Linked DNA regions of Mus musculus: regions 1, 2, 4 and 5 are each linked to region 3. The links are chromatin contacts, called in public Hi-C, HiCAR-type, HiChIP or PLAC-seq and promoter capture Hi-C maps. All regions are on one chromosome and are shown on one strand. Each heading gives the region's core, a stretch centred on a gene start, on an enhancer-like site or on the middle of the called end of the contact. The rest is flanking DNA. Distances are from core to core; before and after follow the strand shown.

What was found. Promoter capture Hi-C pulls out the DNA fragments that hold promoters and counts their contacts. A called contact is a pair of places that touch in the nucleus more often than the background predicts. HiCAR-type assays count read pairs that join an accessible place to other places. HiChIP or PLAC-seq counts read pairs in DNA pulled down with a chosen protein or histone mark.
Region 1: a contact with region 3 is called in a promoter capture Hi-C map of erythroid cells, with 32 times the contacts expected there. The contact joins the promoter of Peak1 here to the promoter of Atm in region 3. A contact is called at or near these places in 3 of 39 promoter capture datasets (erythroid cells, liver and pre-B cells).
Region 2: a contact with region 3 is called in a HiCAR-type map of astrocytes, with 3 times the contacts expected there. The contact joins the promoter of Colca2 here to the promoter of Atm in region 3. A contact is called at or near these places in 2 of 39 promoter capture datasets (cranial neural crest and pre-B cells) and 1 of 115 datasets of contacts at active chromatin or transcription factors (astrocytes).
Region 4: an H3K4me3 HiChIP or PLAC-seq map of pro-B cells shows a contact between it and region 3, with 7 times the contacts expected there. The contact joins the promoter of Alg9 here to the promoter of Atm in region 3. A contact is called at or near these places in 5 of 39 promoter capture datasets (erythroid cells, frontonasal cranial neural crest, hippocampal neurons and 2 more), 3 of 115 datasets of contacts at active chromatin or transcription factors (embryonic stem cells and pro-B cells) and 1 of 9 other capture datasets (liver).
Region 5: a contact with region 3 is called in a Hi-C map of B cells, with 5 read pairs. The contact joins the promoter of Pou2af1 here to the promoter of Atm in region 3. A contact is called at or near these places in 2 of 39 promoter capture datasets (the C10 cell line and pre-B cells) and 1 of 484 Hi-C or Micro-C datasets (B cells).

Annotation. Positions count from the first base shown.
Region 1 is chr9:56,413,503-56,419,310 of GRCm38.p6, forward strand. It overlaps Peak1 (pseudopodium-enriched atypical kinase 1), which reads right to left and starts at 4,548. Exons shown (of 7, transcript NM_172924.3): 1 at 4,439-4,548. It overlaps Hmg20a (high mobility group 20A), which reads left to right and starts at 5,117. Exons shown (of 10, transcript NM_025812.3): 1 at 5,117-5,429.
Region 2 is chr9:51,275,207-51,281,228 of GRCm38.p6, forward strand. Colca2 (COLCA2 homolog) reads right to left here and starts at 3,348. Exons shown (of 5, transcript NM_001195681.1): 1 at 3,134-3,348; 2 at 2,390-2,484. The coding sequence starts at 2,449. It overlaps Gm32819 (a long non-coding RNA gene), which reads left to right. Exons shown (of 9, transcript XR_003948163.1): 2 at 757-2,033; 3 at 2,145-2,186; 4 at 2,332-6,022.
Region 3 is chr9:53,532,589-53,538,281 of GRCm38.p6, forward strand. It overlaps Atm (ataxia telangiectasia mutated), which reads right to left and starts at 4,083. Exons shown (of 63, transcript NM_007499.3): 1 at 3,975-4,083; 2 at 1,277-1,378; 3 at 1,072-1,184. The coding sequence starts at 1,348. It overlaps Npat (nuclear protein in the AT region), which reads left to right and starts at 4,459. Exons shown (of 18, transcript NM_001081152.1): 1 at 4,459-4,600. The coding sequence starts at 4,564.
Region 4 is chr9:50,773,291-50,778,651 of GRCm38.p6, forward strand. Alg9 (asparagine-linked glycosylation 9 (alpha 1,2 mannosyltransferase)) reads left to right here and starts at 1,935. Exons shown (of 15, transcript NM_133981.2): 1 at 1,935-2,228; 2 at 3,254-3,389. The coding sequence starts at 2,095. Gm38476 (a long non-coding RNA gene) reads right to left here and starts at 2,249. Exons shown (of 3, transcript XR_379372.3): 1 at 1,587-2,249; 2 at 708-756.
Region 5 is chr9:51,209,657-51,215,388 of GRCm38.p6, forward strand. Pou2af1 (POU domain, class 2, associating factor 1) reads left to right here and starts at 4,034. Exons shown (of 5, transcript NM_011136.2): 1 at 4,034-4,145. The coding sequence starts at 4,130.

The DNA.
Region 1 (5,808 bases), core at 3,298-5,797, 2.9 Mb after region 3:
TCAAGACTTTTAATCCCAGCACTTGGGAGGCAGAGACAGGTGGATTTCTGAGTTCAAGGCCAGCCTGGTCTACAAAGTGAGTTCCAGGACAGCCAGGGCTATACAGAGAAACCCTGTCTCGAAAAACAAAACAAAACAAAACAAACACACAAAAAGAAAAAGAAAAACACTGTATCCTTCTCAACTAGCTGAACTCCTAGCTGTATTAAACTCTTCACTCCTCCTCTATGCATTACAATGTAGCTAACTGCTCTAAATTATTTCAGACAATGTAATCTCCAAGTCTCAGAATTCTTTCAAACTTTATTTTACTTGCCCTTTCATGGCAGGACACAGGTTGGTAGCTCCTAGTCCTTGAAATATTCTCCCTCGGTTTCCATATAAACCCTCTCAGTCTTTCTGGGTTTTGTTGTTGTTGTTGTTTGTTTGTTTGTTAGCTTCGTTAGTTGGTTAACTGGTTTAGTTTGGTTTGATTTTTCCATCCTTGGTCTATCTGGTATAGATGACTGACTCTTTCCCTTAGATATTGGCCCTATCCTTAATCTCCAGTCTTCCTCCACTCATCCATCCATTCATTGTGGAGGGAAGCATGTATTATGGTATGCATTTGGAGGCTAGATGATAATTTGGAGGAGTGGGTTCTGTCCCACCATGAGCATCCCATGGATGAAAATGTGATGCCAGGATTGACAGCAAGTACCTTTACGCACTAAGCCATCTCACCAGACCCTATCTTTTCTAGCCCCTAACCTATTTGTCCAAATTACTGATAATACTTCATAAATCTCTCCTACATCCATCCACTACACTCCTTGTCACTTCTACACCAGGGTTGGCTTTTTCACTGTTCTTGCTTCTAGTTGTACCCCTTTTTAATCCAGCTTTCATTTCTCTGTCAAAATGACAGGTCTAAGCCAGCTCTGATTAAACTTGCAGTGTGGCTTGGGGGTGACAGATGGGGAGTGTTTTGGTGGTGGTATTTATTTTATGGGTATTTAGGTGTTTTGCCTGTGATGCCTTCTGGCACCAGAAGAGGGTGTCAGATCCCCTGGAACTAGAGCCACAGATGTTTGTGAGCCACCATGTAGGTGCCCAGAATTGAACCCAGGTCCTCTTGAAAAGTCATCTCTCCAGCCCTGTTTTTGCTTTTCAACTAAAACTTCACAGCCTTCAAGTTGGAAGCTAAAATTCCTAAGATGGGAATTTTATAATCAGTGGTTTTTACTTCATTTGCCTCTGCTCTAAAGCTGTGCTGTTGATGTGTAGAAGGGAGTATATGACTGTAGTTAGTCTTAATTGGAATGTGCTAAGATGTAAAAAGCAACACCAAATTCTTAAGACCCTGTATGAAAAGGAGAATATTAAATATCTTAGTATACCGCTTTATATTGATCTGAATTTTTATTTGTTAAAACTACTAGAAATTTCAAATTAACATACATGGCTTATGTTTCCTTTTTTAAAGAATACAATTGCATGAGGATAAATATATGTTTCCTCTTTCTGAACTTAGTTGATTCATATATTATTCAAGATTAATGAATAACTCACTAAGATTCCAGAACTTCCCCCACAGTCAAGAATCCAAGTCTGAGTCAACGAGCCTTCCTGTGCTCTCCTTCACAGGCACCTGCGCACACACCTGTCCTATATCACACCGTATTATAACCACCGGTTACCAGCTAGCTCTCCTCCTAAGGTATAAGCTGCTGACAAAAACTGCATCATTCTACACATATTCAGGTCCTAGCACCAGGCCTAACACTTTAGAAGACACTCAAATACTTGTCTTTTGTCAGACAAATGTGAACTTGGCCTGAAAGTTACAACAATATTTGAATTCTCCAAGGAAAACCCAGCTAGCAGGGAGGCAGCCTGTATCAGAAGTTCTAGACTGGGGCATAGGAATCACAGTAAAAGACAAATGAGAAAATAAAGTTCACATCCACACTTGCCTCTTACACTGAAAGAAAAAAAAAAAATGGGGATTAGCAAAAGTGATATGGAGCCTCAAACTCACACTTGGCAAGCCAGGGGCCACAATGTGGTTCCTAAATTGCTTTAACAACCCATCCAACAAAAGAGTAGGATTTGGCAGGTTACAACACAAACAGCTAGAGCCCAGCACCTGTTCCCCTTAAATAGCACATCATTACGGTTAAAAACAACAACAAATCTCTCTCCTGAAGCAAATGCTAATCTCATGATGCTTCACCATGGAGCAATTTAGAAGAGTTATTATATGAAATGTGCCAAAGCCTGAATTTATGGCTGATACTTCTTTGGCAAATATGGTTGGCACTGCTGGCTGTTAAAAGGCATGTATGCAAATAAGCAAATAAAAGTTTTTAAGCTCTCCGACTTAAATATTTACATTACCATAAATGTACAAAGATAAATGTTTATATGCATTCACATATAATGCATTTCAGGAACGTACTTTTTAATGTGACTGTCAGAAAACAGTTATGAAGTGGCATTATTTCTTTATGGGCCTCAGGACAGACTCTTAAAAATAAATTCTGACAGAATGTTAATGGGGTTTAAACACCACTGTGTAAGTTTTCTGCACTATTACTAAACAAAATGAATAAGCAATACCCTAACAACTCAATCAAGCTTATCTTTTCCTCTCACCAAAACACGCCTTACAACACTGGAAACTAGCCAAACATAAATGTCAGTCCCTAAAGAAAGGGTGGGAGAAAGGAGGACCACAAATCAAAAAGCTTTAAAGAAAATAATTTGCCATTTTCCCCCACATAACATAGTCATACTACTCTCTCCCAAATAGAGACACGATAAAATATTTTCTCTTCTTCCCCTCTGACAACTCTGGGGAGGGGATCTTTGTTTTTTCACATAGTTTGTGACCTGATCGTTGCCAAAACTCACTTGCAGTAGTATGAACTCTGCTTCCATTGTTAACTGTTAATCTCTGTGATAAGGCTATTAACTCCTAACTTGGAAGCCAAGAAAATGTACCTCACCTGCAATTATAGTTTACTGAAAAAGTCACCAAAGAAAGTGCCAGGCACTTTGGAAAGTAATTAGGGTAGTCAGTGAATTGAAAGATCTAAAATGCTCTGAGATTACAAAAGAAGCCATCATGAAGTGAGTATCCAAGATTGCTCATGGAAAGTTTTACCCTTGTGGATAATTCAAGTTTGGGCTTTCTGGGTTTTTTTTTTTTTTTCCTCTTTGCAGAGAGCAATATGTGTTCTCTTGACTACATACTTAATTTGCCAAGGTAGATAAAGGGAGGACAGTGTGGCTGAAAAAAAAAAAGAGAAAGAAAGAAAAGAAAGAGAAAGAAAGAAAAAGATCAAGTCAACAGATAGGCCACCAAACAGAATACTCAAAGCAATTCCGACTCAGGTGAAAAAGCAGTTCATGCACATCATCCAGTGGCTTAAAAATAGTCTTTTATGTAAGTCACCAAGTATTTAATTGAGAGTGTACTCTTACCACATTCAACAGAGGCAAAGAAAAATGTACTGGGTTTTCTATAGTAAGGCCAATAAAGATGAAATCATAGTTTTCCTCTAACTCATCTCTATCCTTCAACACCAGCCATCCAATAACTCCATTCCACAGCTCTGGTTCCTCAATTTGGGTCCTTAAAAACTGGACTGCAGACATGGGGCCTGGGGGAGGGGGACTGGAGGGCGGACTACTCTTTGATATTGCTCTCAGCAGTCCTTAATGAAGTCCAAGAACAAAATCAAGCTCTCCAACAAATGGAGCATAAGATGGGGGATAACGAGAAGGGGACCCAATTCAGATGGGTAGTCCTCTTCGAAGGAGGAAAGGAAATTGGCAAGAACCCATAAGCCAAAGGGCAAAGAAAAACAAATGTCTAACCCAGCCTCTCAAAATCCCAAACCCCTAAGCAACCTAGGAAGCCTGCGCACATTAGGGGCTCCCTGGCCAGAGCGTAAAGTGAGCAGGCACAGAGCCACCGGTTCCGTCCTGACTGCTGAGGCAAGGCTGAGCCTGATCCTCCAAAGTCTGGGAGTGAGGCGACCATACAGACTAGGCAGAAGCCCTTCTTGCCCCAGCCTCCACATCTCCAGCTCCTCTAAGGCTTCACTTTCCCCTGGAGCCTCGCAGCCCAGCCCCGGGAAGTCCCTAGCCGCCAGGTTCCAACTTTCCCTCCTCTGGGGGGCGCCGCGCTCCCGGGACCATCGCAGCCAGGGTAACGAGGCCTGGGCCGGTGGGGGGCATGAGAGGGCTCGCGGCGCCCGCGGGGCGCGTGGGTGGCCGGGGCACTGCAGCCCGCGCCCCGCAGGACGCACGGGCTGCCGAGCCCCTGCGGCGCCACCCAGTCCCGATCCCCCCTAGGTCCGCGTCCTCACCTCTCGGCGACCCTGGCCCCATAAGCCAGCGCGTGTGGGAAAGGGACCGGAGGGTACGTGGGCAACCCTGCCCCCGTTACCTGAGGGGAGCACAAGCCGTTGCGATATTCAGCATTGCCTCCTGTCCCGTCCCCTTTCTGGTGATCGCGGCCGCCTCCACCGAGCAACTGACACAACTAACTAACTACTCGCGGCCGCGGAGTCCACAGCGCGCTCCCGGCCGCTCTCCGTCCGCCCAGCCCACCAGTCCGCTCGCTCCTCCCAACCCTGCACGCCGCCCCGCCGCGCGCACCCTTGCCGCTTCACTTCTTCAGACCGCGCGCGCTCGCCCGCGCGTGCCCGCACCAAACCTCGGCGGTCTCCGAGCTCTACTCTCAGCCCCATGGGAGGAGTTGACAAGAGGCCACGCCTCCCTGAGTGCCAATATCCGGAGAACACGAGCTAGAGAAAGTCTGATTGGCTGAGGGGTGGAGCCAAAGCCAGGGGGCGGGGCGGCAGGGACCTTGAGTCCATGTGACGGGGAATTTGGGTTCAATTAAACGCCAGTGGAAAGAAACAGCGCAGATTTGGATTTTTTTCGGGGCCGAATCACCTTAAGTCAGCCATTCGTCTAGTACAGAATAACTATCCTCTAAGAGTCCAGTATACAGTAATTAAAATTTAAGTCCCACTATTTTTTGAGAGCCTTAGCAATGAAAATGAAAACTACATTTCCCAAGAACCTTCGCGAAAGTGTGTCTCACCTTGCGTGGTCACGTAGTCCTTCGCCGCATTGGGCAAAATAATCCCTTCATTTCTCTGAAAGTATCGGGTATAACATTTCACGTCTCTCCTCAACGGAACAATTCTCAGTATTACCACGTTAAAAGAAGTTACCTATCTGGAGGTGACTAAGTGATTAGGTAAAGAGTAAGAAAAGACACCAAAATAAAGTACTGCGGAGGAATTTCTGTCAAGCTGTGAGACGACGGAGTGAAGAGTGAAGGCGATTGCGAGGGGCTGAGGGAATTGTCCTCTGTGCAAGGGACTTTCATTAGTCCCCAGGCCCCTGCCTGCTCCTGCCGTCAGCAGGTTAGTAAGCAAGACGAGCATGGGGGTGGCAACAGTCGAGATGTCCTTCCCCCTTTGAAGATCATCCTTCTTTTGCTGCTGCTGTTATTGGTTTGTCTTGGTTTAAGGCCCACTGAATGGGGGCGCCTCACTTCCGGTTGGGGGAAGGGAGACATGCTGTCATAGGGGAGGGGGAACTGTAACTCACTTCCTGTGGGGGTAGGATGATGTTTGGGGGGTGTCCAAGCCACTTCCCGTGTTGATGAGAGCCAGAAAAGGTGTTGGTTTGTGCCATTCTCAGAGAGAGTTCCTACAGCCTTGGGGTTGTATTTTCACGTCACAAGTTCGGTTATTTCCCCAAATTATGATAATCACCAGGCCACGATCAGAATTTATGTAT
Region 2 (6,022 bases), core at 2,098-4,597, 2.3 Mb before region 3:
AGCACACACATCTACAATCGACAATATATAAAAATGCATTAAGCCTATTAAAACAAAACAAAGGAAAACCAGTGGTTAAAAAGAAGAAAGGTAAATTTTATCTTTAGATAAGCACCAACTCGAGTTTCTCTTTACTCCAAGGGCAAAGAAGTGGTGTGTGTGTGTGTGTGTGTGTGTGTGTGTGTGTGTGTGTGTACTGATAAGGCTGAAATAAAAATTTAAAATAACTGTACCAGTCTGACACATATACTTTCTTCTGCTACAACTTGAGACTTAGATATCTACCTCAATCTATAACATGATTAGCTTCTTAAAGTTTCAAACAGTTATTATTCTGACTTCATAGCCAATGAAGGCAGATTTACTCTTGCTTTGCAGTGTTTGGCACAATTAATTCTCTCTTGGATTACTGTTTCCCAGAGATGTCTTTAATGTTGGACCAAGTTGGATATAGTCTCTGTTAAACTAGAAAGGTCTGCCTGGAGCAGGCATACATTATTCTCCCTGGGGTGCTATCTATCACCCTTGCTGACTGGGTACACTGTGTAGCAGTCCCAGAATTCCAAAATCCTTCTGTTTGCTCTCAGAAAGAGATTTTACATCTGGGTCTCCTACTGAAATTCTATGTACATGACTCCTGTGAGCTGGAAGGGGCGGGGATGAGAACTTTCTAGGAAGCACAGTAGGGCATATCCCAGAAAGCAGCGTTATGTTCTTAATAGACATTGGTTCTGAAGGCTTGCTTCATTCTCACAGGGAACTCAGAAAATGGCAAATGAGACTTCTCTCAAGATCAGAGCCTGGTCAAGTACTGAGATGCAATCCTTCCTCTTGCCCTGTACTCTGCTATGAGCCAAGGGTGGTCACACCAATTCTAAGAACCCAACAGCCACAGGATTGCTTTGCCTAAGTGGGATGCTCTGGGTATGGCTGAAGCCGAGTTCTGCAAGTACCAAGCTCCTGGTCCTCGTTTTATTAATGGTATAGTTATGAACTACTGAGGTTATTAAACTCCTGTTAGTATGATCGGCTCTGTAGAAAGATGAGTTTAGAGAGCCAATACTGAAAAATAAGATGATCTTGTTTCTACCTTTAGCCTGTTTCTAACTTCAAGACTTTGGATCTTAGCTGTCATGAGGCATACAGATTTCTGATCTCTTCATGTCATCTGATCATTACAATCAAATGAAATAATGAATATACAAAGGTACTTTGAACAAAGAATCACTGAAAATCCACCTTAGTATTATAAGAACATTCTACTGTTGCCTGATATTCTGCAAATGGGGACAACTAATTTATCTAGCTGTGTGTATCAAATCATAGCAAATGTGCTTCAACTCTAAGTTCTGAGAGAAAGGTGTAATACACATTAGTGCAAACGGCCCATCCACCCTTGGTTGGAATTTACTTTAGTGATCTGTTGAGCACTCTCTGTGGAGAATGCCCCTAAACACTTATTTAGCCTTTATACAACTCTTCTTAGCTTTCAACAGAACAATTAGGGGAACAGACAAAGAAGCCTCTAGTAAGTCAATGTATCGGAGGACACGTGCCACAGAGTCACTGAGAACTAAGCCCAAGTCCTCTGGCTCAGAAACCTATCTCACCATCACTCCATAATTTCTCCCTCCTGTTGCTTGAGGTGCCAAAGTTCCATTCATGAAGTCCAACATGGAACTTGCACAGGATCACATGCTGACCAGACCAGTGAAGTCATAGATGACTGGAATCCTGTCTGATCCTCCCTCCACACCTACACCTACCCACAAGCACTAACAGTGTCACGTGTAGAAGGCTCTTCAAATTGAACTCTCTCTCGGTGGACAAGCACGCCTAGTTTACATGGTTCTGCAGCTGCCCCAAGCACTTGGGTTATAAATGTGAGGTGTCAGAGTGTCTTATGACTACCCAGATCAGTTCTGTCATAGTTCTGTGTATTCCAGAGAGAGAGGCCTTTTCTTCCAGAGACTTCCAGTGACTGCTGGTTTTTCATATACATGACCTCAGAGCCTAAATTACAGAGAAACTAGGTGGGTTTCTGGGAGATAATTTTTTTTCAATGAGTTTGTTGGGGCTGTATCTATACTCTCTTAACACTATAAAAACATATTTAACCTGTTGGCTGCCTCTCTTCCTTGCAGAGGACCAAGAAGCCTTCCCCACTCAGCTATGAGCAGTGAGAGGTGAGCCTCCCACAGTCCTGAGCCCTACACCATGTCCCACAGGTTTTGGTGGCTGCCTATGGTGACCTGGGAAGTTGGGGACAGATGTAAGAATCCCTGAACAGGGCTGTGCTTATGGGTGGCCTCTGCATCTTCCCTGACACAGGGCTGAACGAAGCCTTCGATGGACTGGGAGGGACAGAGACGGAGAGGGTGGTGCTTACGTTTGCCCCTGAGGTGGCCTGGTGTGCCCTTCTTTGCTGCAGAAGCTCTTTCACGGTCATCTTCACACGGACGCCTTGATACACCTTAGGTTTTTCTGGGGAGAGGCAACAGGGTTAGTGGTCAGTTTCAAAGCTTGGGTGTCAAGGGGATACAGTGAGGGTTCCCTTGGTAAGGCTAGGATACCCAAGGCCAAGTTTCTACCTTTGCAGAACACACGAAGAGAATGAAAAAAGAAAAAGAAAAGAAAAAAAAAGAAGAAGAAGAAAAAGAAAGAAAAGATAACGTTAAAAAATACCCACATTTCTCAAACTAGAAAAGGTTAAGCACAGGCAGGTGCTTCAGGGTCCTAGTGGGAACAGTATCTGTGGGCATCTATGAAATTATTCATCCCTAGCTGGGCCCCATCCTCAGGACAGTACCAGCTGTTCTGCTCTGGAATGTGGAGGGAGGTCAAACAAGCCTGCTATTTTGGCTACGATATTAAATCTGGGGTTCCGGCTCAGCTTGTGGATCTGGGGTGCTCTCTGTTTCCAACTGATCTCGCGGACCTCACCATAATGTGAACAACAGCCCCTCTCCCCATGCCCCCCGCCCCACTGTATTCCTCTATCAATCCAGGCATGGCTTCTGGGGAAGTACAACCTTTATTTGTGGTGCCCTTGGTCTGGAAGCAAGCCCTGAAACAAGCGACAAGCTACAGGGGTCGGGGCAGTCAGTCTGTCCTGGCCCTGTTAAGGACTTACTGCACTGACCCCAGAAAAGGAGCCAAGATCGGGAAATAGTCTCCTGTCGGTCCTTTCTCTTTTTCAAAAATGTCTTTTCTTCCTCACCCCCTTCCTCCCTCTAGTCTCCGACTCTGTCGCTCTCTTCATCTCTTCCCACCCCCTCCCTTTCCGGTGCAGGCTTTTGGAGAACTGAGCTGTGGAGAGTTCTCCAGCAAGAGCTGCAGCTCTGGAGTAATGGCATCCCGAGGCTCCCTAGGACCGCGCAGTCGCCTAGAGGCAGCCCTCCGGAAGGGGCCGCCCCTGAGCCGGCAGAGCTGGGCCGGGAGACCTGGGAGAGCCCAAGTAGCCGGCTGTGCTAGGCGGGGGTCGGCTGGGAGGGACCGGTGACCGCCTGGGGTCCCGGCAGAGCGCAGTGAGTAGGTCTGACTGGTTGTTAGGCCAGGCTAGACCCGGCAGAGGCACTTTCCGAATAGAGTTTGACTTAGAAGCCCAGTGTGACTCCCACCCGACCTTGACCCTGGAGAGAGCGCTTATTAGAATCACGGGGAGGGGCGGAGCACAGTGGCCCCTGGCCTAGGCGTTTGGAGACAGTGCCAGGCCACCAGCGCCTCGCCTGGTTAGTGTAGGGACCGCGGCTGGACAGCAGGGAGACCCCCACCCACGAGCCAGATCCTGAAAGTTAGGATCCCTAAGGAAAGTTAGTGCGCTGTTCTTCCCGGTCCTGGGCATCGGTTTGTCTTGCTGCAGTGCCAGGACGCGCCCACTCCGCTCCAGTCTCCTTTCCTCCCATCCCCACTGTCTGGGTCGGCTCTGGGATCTGCAGGCAGCGCGGGCGCGCCTCGGGGTCCACGCGGGACCAGCCCCAGCCCAGTTCCCTGCCGGGTGCGTCCTGCTCCAGTCCAGGGCTCACCGTGAGCCTCTAGCTCCCCCGCGCCGCCGCTTCTGGGCTCACAAGGTCGGCGCCTCCAAATTCCCAGGACTCCAAGGTGGAAAAGTGAAAGGGCAGGCAGGGGCGTGGGGGACTCGATTGTCCGGAGTGGCCTTATGGGTCTCTGGGCCTCTGCTCTGGGGGGCAGTCACCCAGAGGGACCCGACACAGCGGGATCGCGTCCTCTCTGGATCCATGCCCGGCCCTGACTATTATTCCCTGACTTTGTGCCTCTCTGTTATACGCAGGAAAAGCAGAGGAAATACACTCGGATCCAAGTGCCCCTGGCCCTCATGACCCGACCCCTGGAAAAGCATCTGAGTTACCCGACATCCTGGTCAGCAGGAGCTGGGCTGGAGACTGGATGCTGCAGCTTCAGAGACTCAGCACCTAGGAAGGCTCCTGTGCAGGGAGAAAGGCAGAGATGCGACATTTTTAAAGTTTCACAAAACACGAGGCAGCACCCAGGTCCCTGGATCAGGAGACACACAGAATTAATGTTTTATACCTTCGGGTATAGGTTTGAGTTTTTTCCCCCTCATGCCAAGTATTTAAAACCTCTAGAAACCCATGATTTGACAATCAATGATTGCGCGATACTTTCAATTTGAATATTCAAAGGCTTAACAAAATGGACTATCTTCTGCAGAAATCCTGCACACAGGCACCTCACAGAGAGTCCAGAGAAACAGAGAGGGAGATCCCTTTGGGTCCTGACCCTTGCTTTTCTCCTATTTTAAACATTTTGTCCACCTGCCCACAGGCAGAGCAGGTGTCCTCAAAGATGCTCTATGTTAGTGCCTCAAAGGCTGCCCTGAAGTCCCCACTGACCTAGGCTGTTCCCTGTGGACCACCTGAACCAGGTTGGACAGCCACATTGAATCTCTCTTGTCCACTCTCCATTTTAAGGGGAAATGGCAGGTTTTGGGGAATGAACATGGCAGACAGAGGGTGTGGCACAGCAAAGAGCCACTTTGGGCCCAGGCTGCAGGTCAGAGGACGGCAGAGGCCAAAACTTTGTGCTTTGTATCCCTCTGGCCCTGCCTGGCCACAAGGCTTGCCTGTCCAGTCTGCATCCTCCCTCCTGCTAGGTCACAGACACTGGGCTTCCAGCAAGCAGTCCTTAAACATCAGCGCTCTTTGCTCTTTGGAGCTGTAGACCAGCACAGCTTCCTTGACCCACCTGAGATTCCTTTAGGCCAGGTTTCCACTGCTGCATTGTGGCAATCCCTATTCCTATGTTTTGGCTTGTTTTTAATTCCTCGAACCCCAGACTTTTTACCTCATAGAACTCCTGCTTCCTTTAGAGGAAGGGCATGGTTTTTTCTTTCTTTCTTTCTTTTGAAGGCTCTGAGGAGAGAGGTAGGAGGAATTTGGAACCAACCTGTCTTCTTGGATCCCTCATGAATATGAGTAACTCCGACCCATGCTGATGTGTATTTTGGAAGCTCTGCCTGAGTTGCTCTCTGTCCTGTGATTTGAAGGATGAAGAGACTGGAGTGATATGGAATGTCAGGTCAAGATGTCACAGGGGGACAGAAGGGTCCCCTTTGCAAATAACTAGGAGGTTTCCAGGAATGCAGATAAAGTGATGGTATAGGCCTCTCTCTTTTAATCCCCGAGTTGTCTGAAGTGCAAACAAAACAAAAAATAAACCTACCAAACAAAAGCCAAAAAAAAAAAAAAAAACACCAAAACCAAACCAAAACAAAAACCCAAGCTTTAGATTAAAAAATCTTTAGAAAAAAGTCTGAAAACTTAAAAATATATCAGACATAGTATATTAGATATAGAGTATCTAACAAACAGCTCAGCTAAAGGGTCTCTGGGGGTGATACAAGCATTCAGGGTAGACCTGTCTGCTAGGCAGGTGGAGCCACATATCTGGAAAAGGGTCAGGGCTGGGGACACTTGAAGTAGCATCTGGCGGTGGAGAAGTAGGGTGAGATGTGGTTGTATTTGGTCCAGCTGGTGTTTAT
Region 3 (5,693 bases), core at 2,833-5,332:
GAAGTGCTGGGATTAAAGGTGTGCACCACCACCGCCTGGCTAGTATTTTTCTCTTTTTAATTTTTAAAAGTTTTATTGTAAACTGACGATTTATAATTGCATGTGTTTATAGGGCGCAAAATGATGTCATGATCCAGGGTGGAATGATTATACCAAGCTAATGCCAGATACTTATAATCAGCAATAATAAAATGATAAACTTATATTATAACTTACTTTTTTGTTGATTTGAGACAAGATCTGTTAGCCCTGGCTGTCCTGGAACTTTTATGGCTCAGGCAGGCCTAGAATTCAGAGATTTGCCCACCTCATCTCCAGAGTGCTACCATCGCCCAGCTACTGTAACTTATGTTTAAAACAAATTTGAAACAGATTCTTATAGTAAAAATGAACAGAATCCTCATGTTGTTTTTGCTCTATTTGAGACAGAGTTTCCCTATATAGACCAGATAGGACAAGAACTCACTATGAAAGCCAGACTGGCCTGGCCTCCTGCCTCAGCCTCAAGAAAGCAGTATGACAGGAATCCTATGATGCCTCTTGTTTTCTTAAAACAATTTAGTTATTATTTATTTACTTTATGTATATGGGTACACTATAACTGAACAGATGGTTGTGAGCCTTCATGAGGTTGTTGGGAATTGAATTTTTAGAACCTCTGCTCACTCTGGTCGGCCCCACTAGCTCATCCCTGCTAGCTCCGGCCCATAGATTTATTTATTTTATACATAAGTACACTGTAGCTGTCTTCAGACATGCCAGAAGAGGGTGTCAGATCTCATTACAGGTAGTTGTGAGCCAGGACCTTAGGAAGAGCAGTCAGTGCTCTTACCCTCCGAGCCATCTCGCCAGCACCCTGATGCATCTTTCTTGTTGTTACAGGATATACATCTAAAATATTCTATCAAAGAAATGACATAAACCTTCCAGTGTTATGTATGTTTTTAAAACTTTCAGATAACCACTAAGGGTCAACTTCCTATGTAACACATAATGATATACAGCAAACAAAATTAAAGAGTAAAATGGCATCACAAAACAGAAAAAGAAACACAAGTTCAAAGAGGATACCTGAAAACAGCATCCCAATTCAGATATTTTCCTTGTTTGGAATCAGAATGCCTATCTAAATGTTGAACTGTTTCAGGATCCTGAATCAGGCGCTTAAATTTATCCACTTCTTTCTGAAAATAAAAAAACATAATAATAATAATAACATACTATGTTACCTATCACACATTTGCTTCAAGAAAAACAACTTCAAATACTATATTACCCTTCTTTCTGTAGCTCTGTCATGCTCTAACTGCCGGCAGCAAATGAGCAGATCATTGAGTGCTAGACTCATGGTTTAAGATTTCAGAACATGCATCCTCACCTGTAAAAAGAAATATACAAATTTCATTGATTTTTTTTTTTTTTTTTTGCTAAGGACTGGCTTGGTGCTTTAAGCATACTAAACATGTGATGTGCCAGTAAGCTGTACTTTAGACCTGTACGTAACTATTTTAGACATTAACTACACATTTAAACCTAACTATACATGCAGAGGCACACTGTGATCAAAGGCACAATAATTTTTCTTAACATTTCTATAGGACATTTTCTTAAAGTATATCAAAATTAGGCTCTAATTCTCAAATGTGTGCTTTGCCTAGCATGGTAATCTATTATTTTGAATAAAATGAAACAGTTCAGTATTATCTCTATAAAAGGAAAACATTCGCTGGGCGTGGTGGCACACGCCTTTAATCCCAGCACTTGGGAGGCAGAGGCAGGCGGATTTCTGAGTTCGAGGCCAGCTTGGTCTACAAAGTGAGTTCCAAGGCAGCCAGGGCTTCACAGAGAAACCCTGTCTCAAAAAACAAAAAAAAAAAAAAAGGAAAACATTCATTGATAACAGCAAACAATATTTGTTTCACATGTACAGTGTATCAGGTTAGGCATGCTATGGACAGCTAGAAAATAACTGAACCATACTGATACACAGCCTACCCTCTTGGAGACATCTGGTGACAATGGTGATGATACAAGTATTAATCCATAGTTCCAAGTTGCAACTTATGCCTCAAAGGAAATCAAAATACAGTAGAAAACAAAAGAAGAGAACAGAGAGTGCCACAGCACATTAGTGTAATCCCAATACCAGTGGGAAGGTAAAGAAAGGAGGATAGAAGTTTAAGGTCACCCTCAGTGAGATCAATGCCACACTGAGCTAAAGAAGCTCATACCCCCCCCCAAATTACAACAGTTTATCATTTAGATTAAATTGTTATGAATTAAGTAAATGCAAGATCTGAATGAACTGAATGGCAGAAAGAGGCAGAAAGGGGGGGGCAGTGAGGGAGAGGAGAGGGAGAGGAAGGGAGGGAGGGAGAGGGAGTAGGGGAGGGAGGGAGGAGGGGGAGGGAAGGAAAGAGAGAGAGGCAGGTAGATCTGTTGAATTCAAGGCTAGCCTGGTCTACAGAAAGAGTTCCAGGACAGCCAGGGCAACAGAGAAACCCTGACTCAAAAACAAACAAACCAACCAACCAAATAGTGGTGGGTGGCAGAACCAAAGCTATCCAACTAGATGAAGAGAGCTATCAAGTGAACAAATGCTGAGACATTAAAACAAGTAACATAGTTCAGCTCCCAACATTCAACTAAAAAAGCTTCCTAAGCAACAGCCCCTGAACAGACAAATCAAATCTTCCTTTTGAGGGTTCAGTCAAGTTGATGCATTTTGACAATAATTACATCTCCCCTTCCCAGAAATAACCCCACCTGTGGCATGTTAGTCTTGGCTAGTGGTAAAAAGCACTGGGGCTCAGTCAGGTATTGCAGGCCTAGGGGAGGCTCAGGCAGCACAATTGTGAGTTAGGGGCTAGCCTGGGTTGCAAAAGGGTGGGTTCTATGGTCAGGCTGTATTGTTCGGATCCAGGTCCATTCAATTAACAGTTATCCAACCTGCAACATGTTGGTTAAACTGGCACCTGTTTTCTGGATGCTAGATGAGAAAATGATACCAGTATCTACTTTAAGGAGTTCGTTTCCGTTTCTGTTTCCCTCTCCCCCACCACACACCTACTTTCTCTTTCTCTCTCTTACTATCTCACTCTTTCTCTCTCTCTCTCTCTCTCTTTCTCTCTCTCTCTCTCTCTCTCTCACACACACACACACACACAGCAAATATTCAGTATAACTGTCATCCTGTTACTGTCTTCTCTTACGATCGCTTTATAAATCTATTTGATGACTGTTTTTTTCCTCCTCTTCTTGCTCTCATCCCTTCCTCTGGCTTCAATACACTGGAAACTTGCAAAATCTGTATCACTCAATAACAAGAGCTCGTTACACTTTGTGCCTTTCCATGCACTTCCTTCTGTCTGAAAGCTTCGCTACCATCTTGCAGAAGAATTTACACCCGGCAAGATCTAGCAGCAAAGTCGATTCTTTCAGGCTCAGTTTCCACAGAACCAGTCCTTCCTCGGCTAACACAGTTTTTCCTATCACATTGTCGCTTTGAAAAAGTAGCTGTCTACTTATCTGTGCCAGGTGGCGGGGGTGGGACCGGGGAAGGAGCGCAGGTTAAACATTTTCAAAGGCTCAGAGTGGCTGCCACTTACCTACTACAGACAACACAGGCAATACAACTGACAATGAGAATACGAGACTGTGATTTCCAAGGGCCAGTGCTCTTAACTACGAACATGTGCAAACCTGTAGCTTAAATATAAATAAACGCTCTGAGACTAAAGTATGAGATTTAAAAAATCTAGATCGACCAGAACCCTTAAGATGACAGATAGGAAAGAGGGACGTGCAGAAGGGAAGATTTAGGCTCACTCCATCTAGGGTCTGCAGAAAGAGGGAGAAGATGACGGCCGTTCTGCAGAGAAGGGGTAAGAGCCATTCGGAAGCTGAGGAAAGATGGGCTCAGAAGAGAATTTTCCCCTCACAGAAGTCCCCGAGCGTTCGTCCCTCGCTCCTACCGCTGCATTCTGCCTGCCAATGCAAACCCAGGTCGCTTCGCCTTTTCCCGCGTGCACGGATCTAGCAGCTGGTTCTGTACGCACGCCTTCCCGCTTCCGGCTCTATAAAGCAGCAAGTTGGTAAGGCACGGGTGCCCCAAAGGAAGAAGTCGGCATGCGCCGCCGCACGACTGCGCTTGCGCGTAGGCATCACGCGCTCTCCAACTCAAAACACTCGCTCCCCTCAAAACAGTCTCCCGGCCTGAGGAAACGCGCCTGCGCAGTGCGCACCAATGGCGATTGCCCTCGCTCCCGCAACTCCGCCCAGGGGCCGACGCTCCCACAGCCGGCCACCAGGTCCTCTCTGGCCACAACCCTCCGCAGACGGAAATGACGACGGTTCCGAGGAGAACGGAGGCGGGTTTCATTTCGGCGCCTTTCTGTCTCCCGCGGAAGCGATTGGTTAGTGTGGCACGAAAGAGGCGGGACAAATTGCCGCGGGTTCAGCACCTCCAGTGGAACCGGGAGATGCGGCGGCGCCGGGGCTGTCGCCGTGTTTGCTTTGAGTTGAGTCTCGTCCCTTCAGGCCGCTCCCTGTGCAGCTCGGATCATGCTGTTACCCTCGGATGTAGCCAGGCTGGTATTGGGTAAGCGGCGGCCTGGGAGGGCGGGTGATCGGACCCGGGCTGAGGGGACGGAAAGACCAGGGGCTGAGGGGGAGGGCTGCTCGGGGTGGGGAAGCTCTGAGGAGTGGTCTGCTCCCGTCCAAGTTCAGACTAGCGGAGAGGCTCGGTCCCTCGGCGCCTTGGGACAGTCGAAGCTCCTCGGTGTAGGGATGTCCCTTCTCCTCCTGCTGCGCGATGGGGGCAGCCGAAGGGAGAAAGAAGCTCGGCGGGGAACACCTGGGGCCTGGATTCCGAGGCACAGCCAGGCCCGCTGGGACACCTGAAGGAGTGTCGCCTGCGTGATGGACGAGGCTGCGTGTCCCCTACCCTTTCCCTTGTCAAGAGCCGGGACTGATAAAGGAAAAGGCGGGGGGACCCCCGCTTCCCCGGCCGCCCAGCCTTGTGGAAAGACTTTCCGACGCCCTTACCCATAACCCGACCTTAGCACTGGGAATTTGGGACACAGGGAGGGCCCCACACCCCTGGCCCACCATAGTGGCTTGAAACGCCAATTGCATATTTCAGAACGGCAGCGTGTCGTGTTCTTGAGCAAATATTTAGGAGGTACGACGACTGACTTCTGGTTGCACACGTTCTAGCCCTCGTTTTCCTCCATTTTCGAAAAGGGTTTGTTCATAGACCACTGGTTGGTCGGGAGATACTGTCTCTGGAAAAGACTGTTTTCGTTGTTTGTCCTGTGAAAGAATAAAAGGGATTGTTCTGTAGGGAACAAGAGCCTCTTAGGCTCAAAACTGGACAGTGACTTTGAAACGTTATTTGGGACATCTCTAAAAGAAAGTGGTCGAAGTATGAGGACTCATTCCATAGTTTCCACAGCCGTTACGAACATTTGCTTTGTGCCCAGCCCTGTCCAAAAAATAAAAATTGCACATTAGGCAGGACTTATTTAAGAGGCTCTGTACGATTCTACTGTCCATTTTTTGAGAAACTTAAATACAAAAACTAGTGTTTTGAATGTTTTCATCTTCATCAGACTTGGATAGTTAAATTTATACCTGTGATTTTTAAACTTAGCTTTCTTGTAATTTTAAAATTAGGCTCATACAAAATTGGT
Region 4 (5,361 bases), core at 685-3,184, 2.8 Mb before region 3:
TGAGGGACATCTGGGTTCTTTCCAGCTTCTGGCTATTATAAATAAGGCTGCTATGAACATAGTGGAGCATGTGTCCTTACTACATGTTGGAGCATCTTCTGCGTATATGCCCAGGAGTGGTATGGCTGGACTGCCCCACCTGGGGATCCATCCCATATACAATCACCAAACCCAGACACTATTGCAGATGCCAACAAGAGCTTGCTGACAGGAGCCTGATATAGCTGTCTCCTGAGAGGCTCTGCCAGTGCCTGACAAATACAGAAGTGGATGTTCACAGCCATCCATTGGACGGAGCACAGGTTCCCCAATGAAGGAGCTAGAGAAAGGACCCAAGGAGCTGAAGGGGTTTGCAGCCCCATAGGAGGAACAACAATATGAACTAACTTGTACCCCCAGAGCTCCCTGAGACTAAACCACCAATCAAAGAAAACACGTGGTGGGACGTGGGACTCATGGCTCTAGTTGCATATGTAGCAGAGCATGGCCTAGTTGGTCATCAGTGGGAGGAGAGGCCCTTGGTCCTGTGAAGGTTCTATGCCCCAGTGTAGGGGAATGCCAGGGCCAGGAAGCAGGAGTGAGTGAGTTGGTGAGCAGGGGGAGGGGGATTTTCAGAGGGGAAACCAGGAAAGGGGATAACATTTGAAATGTAAACGTAGAAAATATCTAATAAAAAACAAACAAACAAACCAACCAAACAAAAATACCCCTTCAGACTGGTGGCTGGTGACTTTATTGTAGTTCAGCTTTTTGATCCTGAGAAAAAAACAAACAAAACAAGTACTTCAATATATACACCACACTTTCAGTTCCTCTTTCTGACTTTGTGGAATTTATGAGCGTTTTATCACATGTGTTACACATTTGGGATTAACATCATGATACTGCTATCTTTCATCATTGGCTATTGAAGTCAGAGAACCCTAAGTGTCAGAGCTAGGCTTGACATTTGGGCCTGTCTGACCAAAGCGCTTCTCTGCTCACATCCTTACTGTTCTTTCCTTAGTCTTCATCAAAGGCTACATAAGGATACACGTGTGTTCTACTGGTTGGATGTGGGCTTGGTAATTAATGACTGTGTGTGGGAACTGGTGTATATGATCAGTCTCCATTTTTACGATGTAGGAAGTGGCATTATAACCTTTTGTTTAACTCTGTCAAGCTCAATGTTCCCTCTAGAATCCTGTATGCATTTCTACTGGTAGGCAGCACTGCTGTCAGGATTGGGTGAGCAATCTGCTGGAGTTGTCTTTGTAAAGGGTCTCTGTGAAAGGCCCCTGAAACCAAGTCTGGACGCCCCCCCCCCCCCTTAAAAAAAAAACCCGCTTCCAACAAGAGCTTCTCTTTTCTATTTTTTCCTTTCCTTTCCTTCTCTTTTCTTTCTCTTTCTCTCTCTCTCTTTCTTTTTTTGTTGTTAATGTAGTGAGAATAGTATGTGTTTGTAAAGGATTCTCAATTGGAATATAGCTCCTCCATTTATTACCCAAGCAACTTTGGACCTTGGTTTCCTTAGCAGTAAAGGCAAGGAGGCAGAGAGAATTAAAAAGCATGTATGAAAAAAAACCAAAAACAAACAAAAAAATCACCTCCAGCCAGCCGTGTTGTAGCAACGTCAGTGACATCTGCCTGCTTGAACGATCTGCGTAGCATTTCTTCAGGTTTTCACTTCTCAGTCTGAATCCTGGCCTCACTGGTTTGTCTCTTAGGAACTATTAGCTGCCTCCATCTCTCTCAACAAGACAAGGCAAGGTGTTAAATGTTAAAGCAACCTTTTAGAGACCTCTCCTTGGGTAGGCAGCTGTGCTATACCTCCACACACTACTACACTGTAGCGTTGGCAAGATGGAGTGCTGAGAAGTGGAGGAAGCAAATTATAAAGGAAGGACGAAATACCCAGAGTCAGAAGTAGGAGAGCAAGCGAAATCTGCCGTTCCGGCCTTCGCCTCAATTGGTCCATTGGCACAGTATTTCAGTTTTTATTGCGCATGTCGAGGCGTTTTGTCCCTCGGCGGACACCGTTTTCCAGCCAAGCAATGTCTGCGCCTTCGCCGATTTCGTAGCGTGCCGAGTTCTATCCTTTCCCCGACGCTGGGCATGGCGAGCCGAAGGGCCCGGCAGCGCCTCAAGGGTGGCGGCGGCGGTGGCGGCGGCGGTGGGGATGCGGGCCCGGCGGCGGAGAAGCTGGAACAGCTCGGCAGCCGGGAGGCAGGCGCAGAGCCGCGGCCAGAGTACGTGTGCGGTCGGAGGGCGTGGCCGGCGGGTGGGTCGGGCGGCTCCGGGGGTCTCCTCCAGGGCTCTGGCTCACCCGGAGGTCTCCGCGGGGGCTCTGGCTCACCCGGGGGTCTCCGCGGGGGCTCTGGCTCACCCGGGGGTCGGCTCCCCACCGGGCCTCTGCGCTCACCCGGGGGTCGGCTCTCCGTTGCGAGCTGGGGCTCTTTGCCTGGGGTCTGCTCTTTGCTGCGAGCCGTGCGGCTTTGCTCCTCGCCGGGGGTCTGCTTTCCGCCGGCATCTCGGCTGCCACCCGGCGCTCTTACTCCTGCCCCTCGTGGGAGCGTCCCACTTGGCGTCGATCATCGCCCCTCCGCAGCAGATCCCTGCATCTTTGCAGCCAGGGTCTGCCATGCTTCGGGTTCAAGTCCACACGAGCAGGCTTCGTGCTGGTAGAGTTAGCAGAACCTCTGTGAGAGCCCTTGGTATGCCTTTTACATCTGAGTCTCACTGCGGTTTACTGTTTTCTCCCTCCCTCTAGGCTTCCAGCCCTAGAACCCCTCAGCCTCGCAGCCGGTAGCCTGTAGGTTAGGTCTGCGTTAAAGTGGCTGTTAGTATATGGGAACAGAGGCGGTCTGCACGTGCGTCTTATATTAAGCCTCATTCATTTGAAGGAGGAGGGAAGAGATAAAGCCATGACAAGGAATGACTTTAAGGAAGAAATGGAGAGAGAGAGAGAGAGAGAGAGAGAGAGAGAGAGAGAGAGAGAGCACTGTGGTCTTCATGCGAGTGATTAGTTGGCTTGAGGTGAAACAGGCCAAGGTGTATGAATTAGTGTGTACCTTAGAAGCAGGAAGTGGACGGTGCGATTGGAAACGCAATTCCTTATTCACTCTCAAGGATAACAAAGCCTTAGTTCTTTTAGGTGAATGGTTTTATTGCGGCGCTGTCTTTTGCCATTCCTGTCTTTCCTGTCTGGGTTTTAGTCTTCCCTAGCAGGACCTTCCTGATAAGACGATTGATTTTGCTTTTTCCTTCTGGGCAGGTCTGGAAATAAAGCAGGGCAAGTCTGGGCCCCTGAAGGATCCACTGCTTTCAAGTGTCTGCTCTCAGCGAGGTTGTGCGCAGCCCTTCTGAGCAACATCTCGGACTGTGATGAAACATTCAACTACTGGGAACCAGTAGGTGATCTCGTTAGCTGGGCTTTAGTTTTTGCAATCCTAGGGATCTAACCCATGGTTTTGGGCATTTGAAGCAATACTTTATCAGTGGGCTACATCCCTCGCCCCTAGTTCTGGGATTTTGGCCTTTGATCTTGATTTGGTACTTAGGACAAATTAAACATGTAGAATGTAAGTGTGGAAAATATTAAAATACATTGTTTTCATTTTTATATCTTAAAAACTGTTGGTTTATGGTTGTAAGGAGGATTATAGTTCACATCCCAGCAGCTCAAATTTAGGCGACTTCAGCTCCAAGACAAAATATGACAGCCCAGCGTGGTGGCCCATGCCTTTAATCACAGCACTCTGGAGGCAGAGGCAGGCAGCTCTTATGAGTTCTAGGCCAGCCTGGGTTACACAGAGAGACCCTGTCTCAAAATAGAACTAATCTGATGTCCTCATCTGGTCTCTAGGCACACAAATGTATACCTACACTCATGCAGATATACTCGCAAATAAAATAGGTCTTAAAAGAAAGCCCATATTGTTGATTTAATTACTATTAAAGTCTATGACCTTTAGCTGGTATACTCAAAGGTGATATTTACAATTATCTTTTAAATGGTTTTGCAAGTCTAAGTAATACTTGTGGGTATAGGTTTTAAAGCTAATGATTACTCCAAAACTTGAGGGAAATAAACTTAGGCATTTTCCTCAGGTCAGTCCCATTTCTTAGACAGAAGCCACATTCTTCCACCTTTCTAAGTTTATTTCTTCTTATGTTTGCCAAAATTGTTGTGCTGGCTAGTTTTATGTCAGCTTGACACAGGCAGTCATTAGAAAAGGAGGGAGCCTCAACTGAGAAGATGCCTCCATGAGACCCAACTGTAGGGCAAGTCTGTAGGGCATATTCTTAGTTAGTGTTTGATGGGGGAGGGTCCTGCCTACTCTGGGTGGTGCCATCCCTGGGCTGGTGGTCCTGGGTTCTATAAGAAAGCAGGCTGAGCAAGCCACAGGGATCAAGCCAGTAAGCAGCACCCTCCATGGCCTCTGCCTGAGCTCCTGCCTCAGGTTCCTGCCCTGCTTGAGTTCCTGTCTTCACTGCATTTGATGATTAACTGTCACATGGAACTGAATTTCCATCTATTGGTTTGTCTTGTCCAACTTCGATGTGGTAGTTTTTGTTTTATCTTATTATATTTTATCTTGATTTTTTAAAAAAAATGAATGAATGAAAACCTAGCCACTAACATAAAGGTAAACTGTCATTTGTCCATATTGAGAGAGGGAAAATCAGTTTTGTCCAGTAAAGTGACACTGGATATACAACCACTCCAGGACAGGCCTCATGCTCAGGAGTAGTTGACCACCATATAATGGACTCCAGTTTTGTTGTGTGTGCTTTTATTTGGTTACAGTTTGGTGTTTGTTTGTTTGTTTTTCCCTTTTTGAGTGTGATTTAATCTCGTTTTCTTAGGTTTGTTGTTGTATTGAGTCTTTGATTCTTTTTTTCTTCTCTTTTTAAAAAGATGTATTTATTTACTATATGTAAGCACGCTGTAGCTGTCTTCAGACACACCAGAAGAGGGCATCAGATCTCATTATGGATGGTTGTGAGCCACCATGTGGTTGCTGGGATTCGAACTCAGGACCTTCGGAAGAGCATTCAGTGCTCTTAATCGCTGAGCCATCTCTCCAGCCTGAGTCTTTGTTTCTTTTGGGAAAGAATTTAAAAGTTGGATGAGTAGGTGTGGGGAGATGATCTAGAGGCACAGGGGAGGGGAAGGATAGGAGCAAAATATATTTGAATTCGAAAATTGTTTTAAATAATGAAAAATATAATAGTACTAGAAAGAAGACGTGAACCCTTTCCTCTCCAGGTTGCTCTGGGTCATGGTGAGTGGCCTTCACTAGGACAGAGGTGCTGCTCATAGTCCACTTGCAGTGTTGTTTCTTGAGTTTTTTTGATTATGTATTTTTTTTAATGACT
Region 5 (5,732 bases), core at 2,784-5,283, 2.3 Mb before region 3:
AAAAAGTCATTTGAATTTTCTGTCTATCCAGCAAGAATTTCCTGGTTATATGATATTGATAATTTCTATTTTGCTTATCATTATATTTCTAAGGTGTGACTATGTGGTATAGTTTATATAGTTCTTGTGCTCAATATTTGTTTCAGAAAATTATAGATAAAAAGTTTGGGAATGAATCTCATACAATAGAACAAATTGTTATTGGAAAGAATTTGTATTTCTCCATTATATATAACATTATTCCATCTCTTATTAAGTTAAGGAAGTTTGCCTCTAGTTTAATTTCCTAAGAATTATTTTTAAAATTGTAAGACTACATTAGACCTTATAAATTTTACTTTATGCATTAAGATAATTTTATAATTTTTCTTTTATGATTCATCAGTGTGGTGAGTTACTGTGGTAAGCCATCTAAGAGGAAACTGTTCTTGCATCCCTGAGGTAAAGCCTACACATTGTGATATATGACCCTCATTCTATCGTGATTTATTATTATTTCTAAATACACTATAGAATCATGCAAAATAATACTTAGGATTTTTGAATCTATGCTTAGAAGTTAAATGTCCTATAGTCTTCTTAAACTGATAACATCTAGTTTCAGAATCCAGTTTATAATAATTTTTATTTGAAAACTTCCCGTCAGTCTTCTTTGCTCATGACTATGGTGTTATATTGTTAGATCTTAGAAATATTCAAATTAATCTAGAATTTTTTTTCTAATTAGTGAACTTAGTATTTTCACATTCATTACAGCTTCTGTACTATTAGCATGTACCATTTCTATTTTCTATACTTTAAAAATATTATTTTCTTATTCTCCATAGAGATGTCCAAATTTATCTGGCTTAGAGATAAAATATCTATTTCTGTTTTCATATTAAGAATGAAGGTGGTGCTCTGCTTTAAGGTTGAACTGAGGTTTCTTTTCTGCACCGGGTTATTACATTTATCTATCGTCTTTTTTGAGTTGACTATTCCTCATATCAAAATCCCCAATCTGAAATGTCCACAGATCACAAAATTTTTAAATGTTGATGATACCGCAAGTGGGAGGTGTCATTCCTGAGCTCATGTGACAGACTTAGGACCAGTACAGATACACTAAAAATATTGCCTAAAATTGCCTTCAGGGTCTGTGTAAGATGTAGAACGTGCATAAGGGAACCTGGATTTCATTATCAAGATAGTTTGTTATATATGCCAGTGTTCTAAGATCTGAAAAGAATCTGAGATTTACAGTGCTTTTGGTCCCACACATCTGAGAGAAGATTGCCTGGACCTCTGTGTTCCTCTTTTTACAATAGTAGCAACAGTGCAATTAAGTGCCCTCTGGAGTTCCCCTAGGACCACACAAAACGTTATTACATACAAAGTGTGATTAATATAAATTATATTTTTTGAACTTGTGCAAGTGTGCCGATAGTTTGTTCTGGAGGAATTTTCTTTTCCCAGGTTTAAGAAAATCCCCGTAATAAACTTGATCCCCGTGTGTGACAGACATCCTCTAGTGTTTCCTGTGACATCCTCCCAGGAGCACTTTCCGTTCAAATACTTCCTCCAAGAGCAATGCTCATGTGGGGCTTTGTAGGCCCTGTGATATTTTTGTTATACTACAATATTTGAATGACAGTTGGGCTTGCTTTAAAGCGACAGGTTCAGGGTGCAGGAGACGTCAGTTCCTACCAATGCTCTGCTGCTCACTGGCTGTGTTCCCTTAATACATGACAGGTTCATGTTAATATTTTACAAATATTTCCTCGCTGTCTGAATCTATAATATCACTGTGAGGCAGAACACTGCCACAGCAAGTCGCTATTTTGATTGCTTTGTGGAGCTCATTATGCTGGGTCTGTGGCGAGACAAATAAAAAAATAAATCTTAATTCATGGTGTTAGAATAAGACAACCAAAATGTGAGCAATGCTATAGGAAGGGCCTCTGTTTCTCCTGAGGACTCTGCGACATCTGGAGAACCAGTTCATTTCATAAACTCAGAAACCGAGATGAGAATAGTTGCATGGAATATTTGAGGGAACACAGCCAGTGATCGGGAGAGCACTGGTGGGAACTCACACCCCCTGCAGGCAAGCCAGTCCCGGTGGGAGGACACTTCCCAGTAAAGCCCGAGGCTCTGTGACACTGCCACCTGCTCTGCTAGTCCAGGTTGTGGTATGTCGTCCCTGCAGCAGGTCAGCAAGTCCCTTCCTTCATCATGGTGATCTAGGATGGTTTGGAGTGAGGGCTGATAATCTATCTAGGAGTGAGGCTTCTCTGTTGGATTATTGTGTTGTGTGACCAGTGTTTCTCCTCAAGACCTCTCCTCAAGCAGACCATCTATTAGAGGTGTAATTTATAACTTGATTAGGTGAAGTTTTACTGGGGGTTTAGCATACTCTCTGTCTTACATAGGCACAAAGATAAAGCCTCCATGAGGTGCCTACAGCGTCATGTGGCAGTTACACATGATGTAAACAACGGGCATAATGCCCTAGGAACAGAGAGAAGGGGACTGATCATTTCTAGGCCAGGAAGTTCAGGGGGTGAGTCACAAAATTGTTTTGCCTGCCATGGCGTTATTGGTAGGACCTTGATGAAAGAAATGGGGTTGGGTTTCTCTTCAGATGGGGAAGACAGGGAGAGAGTACCAGCAGGTGAGGCCAATAAGTTAAAAAAAAAAAACGTCCGGGCGTGGTGGCACATGCCTTTAATCCCAGCACTCGGGAGGCAGAGACAGGTGGATTTCTGAGTTCGAGGCCAGCCTGGTCTACAGAGTGAGTTCCAGGACAGCCAGGGCTACACAGAGAAACCCTGTTTCGGAACCAAAAAAAAAAAAAAAAAAAAAAAAAGAGCTTGCAACTGGCTCACTGTGAAAGGCTTTAGTGTCTCAGCTCTGTGGCTAAAGGGTGGTACTGGAGTGTGAACCTCAGGCTTACCCATTCCAGTCAAGTGCTACCTTACTGAGCTGTAGTCCTTTAGGGCAAGGCTTTTAACACTGGAGAATGAAGGATCAGACCCAGAATGCATTAGATCACTCTGAGGCACCATGGAAGGCAAACCAGCAAGGACTCTGGACTACCCCGGGGGTATAACCATATGATCTTGACCTGAGAGTAACTGGGTCACTGGAATGGAGCCTATGAGTCTGTTTCAGACACACAGTGGCAGAATGTAGCCCCATACTGTATGTACTGCGGATGGGGAATCCATTACTCTTTCTTTGAGAGGCTTTCCATTAGCCGTGTTGGGGTCCTAGGATTATGATAAGCTGGTACTCCTAAATCCATTAAGTCACCTTTGGGAAATCAGCTTCAGTTAAGAAGCCTGAGTGTCTCTGTTTCTTCTTTGAGCGAGTCGGTTCCCCCTTTCTGTGTACATAACCAACCGTCTGAAACAGGGACCCCTATATTTAAACAATATTACATGCCGCCATTTTGCCAGGGACTGGGGCCAGGGGAGGAGCCGTTACATTTTAAAGTGGAATAAACAGAAAAGCAACACCGAGAACGAGGAGGCTGGTTAGTGAGGCTTGAAGAGAGGGCAGGTGTTTCCTCCCATGGTGAGAATAGTGACCCCTGGGAATCGCATTTCCCGTCGAGCTGGGACCAATGGTAAGGTCAGTCCTGTAAATGGCCTGATAGTGTGGAACTGTATGTGAGTGCCAGAGAAAGCTCGGTGTTGTCTGTATTATCCTTTGGACCCCTCATCGCTCAAGGAGCGCTGATCCTTGACCTCATGGTCCACCCTTTTGCGTTCATACAGACTCTCATGCTCCTCCTATGTGGCATAACACCGTGGCTGTGTGCAAATGGCCTTGGCCTCCTGTGCTGTATGGTGGTTAGTCCCAATTGGCTGGCCCTGTGTCTCAAGCACTCTCCAGCCAGTGGGGGCCTTGGGGGTGCACACAGTGGGTTGACAGGCGGTGTTGCTGAAGAAAAAAAAGTACAGCTCTGCCTGAGGTAGGAGGATGTGATGACGTGGCCCCTCTCAGCGGGAACTCGGGCCTTTAAAAAGCTGAAGAAACAGCCTCAGAGTAAACGGTGGTTCCACGGGAGGAAAGCACGCCCAGTCACATTAAAGAAGCCAAACTGTCTGCTTCAAAGAGAAAAGGCAACATCCTGTCACAAGCCATGCTCTGGCAAAAATGTAAGTGCTTTGCTTGTGGCTGTCAGAGCCAAGTAAGCAGAGGCAGGGTCCAGGAATAGAGAGCTACTGTTGGTGATGGGAGCACCCAGTCTCGTCAGGGCCTCGGGGGCATGGAGGGCTGAGGTGGGTGAGATGGAGCCTGTTGGAGATGATGCTCATTTTCCAACCTGGGGGAATGAACCAGTGTCCCAAGGTGGGGACAGCTCATTGCATCTCCGATTCTGTGCATGAATCACTGAGGTGACAGAAGGGCAGATTATGATTCATGAGACGGAAACCACATATGATATGGGTTAGGAGCCGTTCTTCACGTGAGGACCTTTCCTTTCATGGACCCCAGTTCTGCAGGTTGTTATTGAGTTTTGTTGGCCCACTTCTAGCTGAATTCTGCCAGAGTTGGTTCCCTCCTGTAGATGTGTAGGGATGGGGTGGAAACTCAGTCTTATGAAACCTCTCTCTCTCTCTCTCTCTCTCTCTCTCTCTCTCTCTCCTCTTTTCACTTTCTTCCTTATTCTGTGGCAATGGTTGGTTTTGTGTTCCACTGCAAAAAAAAAACTGTTTATCTTTGACCTTGATTTTTAATCCCTGGACTTGAATGGAACAAACCATGAACTGTATTTTCCATTCTGTGGATTGAAAAAAATCTTGTGTTATCGATAACGGAGGCTATATAGACATTCTTTACAACATTCCTTTCACGAGGCAAATAAAGTCAACTCAAGAGTCTTGCAAAAGGGGAACCTTATTAAGGCTCAGGACTGTACTTCCTCAAGCAAAGAGCTATAATTTCCCTATCTTTCTTTGTAAGATGTTTAATTCCATAAAACATCTTTTATTGGTTTAGGCATAGCATTCCTCAATCAAATTTATGTGATAATCCAGATTAGAAGAAAAAGAAATCGTGGTTTTACTTATAAAAAGTAATCTGACAATAGTGTTCCATTGATTAGAGTGTGACATAGTCCCCTTATCACCCACCTATTCCCAAATTCTTTGAAATTGACTCTTTTCATCTGTGACTCAGAGAAGCAATCCCAACGTGCCTCAGTTTACTAACCCCATTGTTGATATGGGCAAGACTTTTTTGTTTAAATAAAAATAAATGAACTTTGATTTGGACTTGAGATTTCTGACCACAGATTCTAGTTTGGGTAGCTTAGAACTCATCCAAAAAGGTGACCAGAGCAAAACCTTATCTTTCTGGAAGCGGAGTGGCAGCCAACACCATTGTAAATACTATGAGATTGTAGGAACATGGATTTTAATGTCCTTCAAAGTGCCAATATGCCCTCTTGCTTCAAGTGAAATCACTTGAGTTTTGTGTGAGCTGCTTTTAGTTTTTAAACTCTTAGAGTTTGCATATTTAGAATGGAGTGAAAAGTAATCCCACCATGTATAACTGCTCTTAATAAGTTGACGGGGCGGCCAGAATTCTGCCGGGTGCTCTGCCCTGGTGTTAGCCCTGAGGTATGGGCTGTTTGCCTGTATGAAAAAGCCCCCATAGCATCTCATTGTTACATAATCCATTTTCTCTCCTCCAGTGCCTCTTAAGGGATGAACAGATTTTCTTTTGGAGAGTTGTTAGAG